2 separate regions of the Mus musculus genome follow, and region 1 is linked to region 2. A link is a contact called in public promoter capture Hi-C data. All regions are on one chromosome and are shown on one strand. Each heading gives the region's core, a stretch centred on a gene start, on an enhancer-like site or on the middle of the called end of the contact. The rest is flanking DNA. Distances are from core to core; before and after follow the strand shown.

What was found. Promoter capture Hi-C pulls out the DNA fragments that hold promoters and counts their contacts.
Region 1: a contact with region 2 is called in a promoter capture Hi-C map of macrophages, with 12 read pairs. The contact joins the promoter of Ccl17 here to the promoter of Ccl22 in region 2. A contact is called at or near these places in 13 of 39 promoter capture datasets (the C10 cell line, the HPC-7 cell line, embryonic stem cells and 9 more), 2 of 15 datasets of contacts at CTCF or cohesin (both in embryonic stem cells), 21 of 484 Hi-C or Micro-C datasets (the 63-12 cell line, 8-cell embryo, B cells and 7 more), 7 of 115 datasets of contacts at active chromatin or transcription factors (CD8 T cells, the HPC-7 cell line, SST interneurons and 4 more) and 3 of 9 other capture datasets (adipose tissue, liver and pancreatic islet).

What each region holds. Positions count from the first base shown.
Region 1 is chr8:94,809,162-94,811,861 of GRCm38.p6, reverse strand. It overlaps Ccl17 (chemokine (C-C motif) ligand 17), which reads right to left and starts at 1,409. Exons shown (of 3, transcript NM_011332.3): 1 at 1,291-1,409; 2 at 559-676; 3 at 1-102. The coding sequence starts at 1,390. The coding sequence ends at 9.
Region 2 is chr8:94,744,412-94,747,111 of GRCm38.p6, reverse strand. Ccl22 (chemokine (C-C motif) ligand 22) reads right to left here and starts at 1,428. Exons shown (of 3, transcript NM_009137.2): 1 at 1,326-1,428; 2 at 87-210. The coding sequence starts at 1,398.

The DNA.
Region 1 (2,700 bases), core at 160-2,659, 65 kb before region 2:
CGGGAAGGTCATGGCCTTGGGTTTTTCACCAATCTGATGGCCTTCTTCACATGTTTGTCTTTGGGGTCTGCACAGATGAGCTTGCCCTGGACAGTCAGAAACCTATGTAGGAGAAAGCAGTGAGTAAGAGCCCAGGAAGGCCTTCAGGGTTTGGCCACCAGCCACATCTGCATTGACCTGAACACTGAGCAGTAGGACTTCATGCCTAGCCTCCTCTCTCCTCAGAGCACCTTGAGCCTGAGAGAAAGAGCCTCAGGCTGTGTGTTAGTCTCTACTCAGCTCAGACCCAGAGTGAGAGGTGACAGTATTACTGCCTACTGGCTCTGTTACCTGGGATGTCCTATCCATCTTGGAAACTCAGTTTCACCATACATAAAGAGGTTGGACCCCCTCAGCTGTGTGGGGTACAAGAGTATCCCTGGGTTCCCAAAACTGCCTTTAGGGGAATCAGGCTTGTCCTCTCTTCCTTCTTTCCCAGTGGCCTTCCTGGGCACTCCAAGGCCCACCCACTTCCCACTCTGGGTTCTAGGCAGAGGAGTGGGACAGAGGGATACTCACACGATGGCATCCCTGGAACACTCCACTGAGGTCTTATACCAGCTCACCAACTTCCTGATAGGAATGGCCCCTTTGAAGTAATCCAGGCAGCACTCTCGGCCTACATTGGTGGCTCGAGCTGGAAGAGCAATAGGAAGCAGGTGTCCTGAGAGTCAGGCCATGTGCCTGAGGACCCATGGAATGTTCCGATGTATGCCTGTGTGAGCCTGTGGGTGGGGACTGCATGTACTTTGTATTCTGTTTGTTCTTGGTGTGTGTGTGTGCTCTCCTGTGTCTGCAAGTTTGCATATTCATCTGTGTGTGTCTGCATATGCAGCTGTCTGAATCTAGGAACCTCATTTCAACTTCCCGTTCTAAACTAAATATAAAAATCTTTTCATACATTCTTGGAACCAATGCTCCGTTGTTATGTTGTTCCCTGATGATACATGAAGCCCATTAATGAAACAAATGGTAGCGATTCTGAGAATCGTTCGTTCTGCATCATGAGCCCACAATCAAGGCCACTATGTCCTAACATCTCAGAATAAGGTATGTGTCCAGGTCAGGCACCTGACATCATCCCAGCATCCTCAGAACCATTATCCTCCCTCCAGTGCTCCTGTGGCCACCCCCTGGTGACCCCTGTTAAGAACAGACAGGGTATAAGTCACACAGCTTGTGTCTCTGCCTTGGTCTCTGTGTGGGTGAATGGTTCCCATCTGCCCTATCCTGTCTGTGCCCGGCTCTTACCAGCTCTGGCATGCTGCAGAAAAGTCCCCAGAAGCAGAGCAGCCAGGAGCAGCATCTGAAGTGACCTCATGGTACCAAAAGCTGAGGTGAAGGTCTTCATGGGTCCTTCTGCCTGTCTTGGTGCCCAGCATTGAGGTGACCTATTTAACCTCTCTGGAGGTTATCCCACGCTTCCTGTCCCCTCCTATAATCCTTCCAGACTAGAGAAATTCAAAGAATTTGAGATAACTTAGTAGAAGCCCAGCTTGGGAATGTTTGTGGCTTTCCAGAGAATGGTCACTCGACTCGGGACAGGGGAGGGGGTCTGTGTCTGGGGTAAGGGCAATGACTTACTTCTCTTTTCAAAGGGAACATTTCTTGGTTCCTCTATTAGCAGGATCCAAGGCCTCAGCCTCAACTCATCTCATCCCTTGTCCTAGTACTGGTGAACTTCCTTTGTGCCTGGTACCCTGTGGAGGCAGGGTAGGGGACCAAACAGAGATCATAGGGACTATGCCAGTCAGGGCTCTGGGGTCCAGAAGGTCCACAGGAGGGTGAGCAGGTTACAGGGATGTTCAGTAGAAGAGGCCTAGTCCCACCCTATTTTGGGGAACCCAGAGGTTCAGCTGAAGCTGAGCCTGTCTTCCTGTCCTTCCCCAGGCTGGCCCTTACCCCAGGAGGCTAAGCTGAGAGGGGCTTTAATCACGGTGTATCTGCATGTGTGCTTTAGTGGGTTGGAAAGCTCAGCTCCCAGAAATAGAGCACCACCTCGTTTCTGTTATGAGCAGAATGAATGGTGTGTGTGTGTGTGGGGGGGGCGATGCTCACCTCTATAGGAGCTGCATGCCAGAGGCTGCCCTAGAAGCCCATAGAGCATCCCCAGGCCTTAAGCAGACTGTTAAGAAATCTGTGTGAATTTTCAGCATACCCAGACTGTTAACAACAGTGCCCAGAAAAGAGTTTCAGGACAAGTCACTATTAAGCAAAGCCAGGGTTTACTGAGAAAAAGAACCGGCATCCCAGCTACTGGGGAGGCTGATGTAGGAAGGTTCCAAGTTTGAGGCCAGCCTGAGCTACCGGGGTTCACAGGTGCTGGTGAGACGCTATCACAATAAAGGGAAATGTCACTGCTTTGCAGTGTGACCCAGAGTGTCTCACAGATAAGGCATGTGCCGCCGTGTGTTTTACTCTTTAAAATTTTAATTTATTAACATTTATTTATTACATTTGTGTGCATAGGTGTTTTGCACTCATGTGCTAGCAGACACTCTACAACCTGAGCCACACCCCAGCTCCTCCTGCCATTTTGTTAGAACTTTTGGCTCTCAGTCAGCAAGAAACACAGACCCAGGCTGAGGGGGCCCCTTACCCTTCTCATATCTCCATTTTCCTTCAATCCTGCCCTACGGCCACAGCATCACTAAATTTGCT
Region 2 (2,700 bases), core at 179-2,678:
TTGGAGTTCGATACATCCTGCCTACCCTCGGGCCACACTTGTCAGGCCCCTCCTCCAAGGTTCTGAAGCCCCAGCTCCCTACTCACACAACGCCAGGCTTGCGGCAGGATTTTGAGGTCCAGAAGAACTCCTTCACTAAACGTGATGGCAGAGGGTGACGGATGTAGTCCTGGCAGCAGATACTGTCTTCCACATTGGCACCATAGGGACCTGGAGGAAGGGTACCCAGGGGACGTTAGCTGGAGCACAGAGAGGCCAGCTTCAGCCTTACCCCTGATCACAGGCTGACCTATAGGAGTAAAATTCTCTTCCACACTGATGGATATCTTCTAGGGCTCATGCACACTAGCCTGGGGAGTCTCTGAGATGCCACTAAAGGTCCAATGTCTACGCTCTGGGGACAGTCAGCTCCAGGAAGTGGATTCAGAAAGATTAAATATCAACAGGCTTCTAAATGGGTCCTGCACCTCTGTCTGAGCCAGGAAGAGCCTCATGCTCACCTTGGGTCAGTCTGTGGACAATAGCACCAGCTTCCCAGGATCTTGTGGAATGCTCAGCCCTACGGCAGACCCACCTACCCCCATGTATACAACACAGAATTAGAGGTGCATCTTCCTCTTCTCAGCGCCTTGGTGAGGCTACATCAGAGAAGCCGAGCGAAGGCGAGCATCCAAGGTCATGGTGAGACTGTAGCAGAGTCAGAATCAAGACTCAGACAGGTGACAGTCATGACACTGACCTGGTTCAAGTCCCACTCTGTCCCTGACTGACCCTAGTCATCTGTCATCTCCAAGGCCCGTGGAGGAATACCAGTTCCGTAGGGGCTTGGCTACACGGAGGCTCTCCAGACACTTGATTGGTTGGTTGTAGTTGCCTCACCCCTCACCGTGACCCCTCTCCTGCCCAACTCAAAGCAGAAGTGTTGACACTATGGTGGGAAGGAGGGGTCTGGACCCTGTATCCACCACAGGCTCCAGAGCAAACCTTGGGTGTTGGGGGAGGGCAGCTTTTAAGAGAGGCTCTACCTTCCCTGACTCAAGCCTGGTACCTTGCAGGCTCTCTATCCACTCCCAGGGACCCTATATTTGAGCTATCTGGGCAGCAAGATCCCCAGCAAGATACCACCAACCAATTGGCAGATCCTAAAAGCCAAGCCTTCCTAGCAACCCAGTTTATAAATGTGTATATCTGGGTTTTGAGAAGTAATAGAGCTGGCCCATGGAAGTGCCAGAGTTAGTCCAAAGCCAAAGTGAGTCCAGTGGCAGACTCACTCTTGGACTCTTTCCAGATTCTCTGGTCTCCACCCTCCTACTCCCCAGCCTCACCTGCATCAGAGGTCTGAATTGCCACAGCAAGAAGGACGAGAGCCACCAGGAGTGGGACACGCAGGGTAGCCATGATGTTATGTGTCCTCGTCAGGTGTCTAATGACCAGAGGGCAGGAAGGTCTGATATTTAAACGCTCTCTCCACCCACTAGTTCAGGCACCTCTTAGTCACTACCAAGCCTGACATTCATGTCCTGAAAGAAGAAGTCCCACTTCCCCCAGCGGGAGGATCCAAAGGCGGGGAACTACTCAGAGGGGACTGCCACTCTCCCAAACTGTGGGTCTCCGGAGGATTGTAAAGTCCCCTTAGCGGTGCTCTACCGAGGATGTCTGTTCTATGACCTCAGCCATATCACTAGGGGTCATGGAGAGGACCTTGGTAGGGATGGAAAAGCTGGGCAAGGGTTCACTGCCCACCTCAGTGGCCACTGGCACATGGATAAGGACAAACTGTACCTAGATTGGGGACTTTCTTAATCCCTCAAGGCCGGGCATCAGGTTCTCATTTCAAGGGTGGAGGCCCAGAGTCCTTTGGGGCAGGCTCTTGGCCCCATAACCTGACTCTTGTTGGGTTTCTCAGTAGACAGCCTCACCCAGCTCAGAGCGGGCTGCTCCTGCGCATGCCCAGAGCCTGTACCCTCTCAGTCTTCCCTTACCCACGTCATCCCCTCCTCTTGCCATTCCACTGACTCTCCCCACTGATACAGCCCCGTCTGCAGATCAGTCCAGCTCCACTTCCTTCGTGGACGCCAGTAGATTTGCCTCCCCATGCTGCGAGCCAGAGTGAGTGTGCAAACTCAAAGCTCCACGTGGCCCTCTCCTACTTTAAAGCCATGCTGGGCTCCCCATTCACCGGAGGATGAAACCCAGGCTCCTGACTAGGGCCTTCAGGGCCTCTTTTCCAAAACTATTCACCACAGTCAGAGGGATCACGCCACACTGCTTTACGGTTCCCCAAAGAGATCTATGGCCTGACCCTGACTATATTTCCACTTTCTGCTTCTTTATTGCAGAAACTCCTACTCGTACATCGAGACTGTTTGAAATGTCACTTCTTTGGTAAGCCTACCTACTCAGGAATTCACACTCTCCAAGTAACCTGGAACATGGCCCAGGAAGAGACTTTCTCCTAAGCTCCTCTCATAAGCACAGGGGAGCTAATCCCTCATCTTTCTTAGTATTCAACCTGTTGAGTTGCCTGCTGGCTGACTGTGTGCTCCAGGTTCCCAGCTTTGTGAGCTGTCACCCCATGATGCGGTGGGCTTTGGTGATGCAGCTGTCTTAGAGACTTCATTTTTGTTCCTGTAAATAACCCCCCCCACACACACCCATATTCCTGTAAGTAACCCCAATAAAACACATGGTTCACCAAGT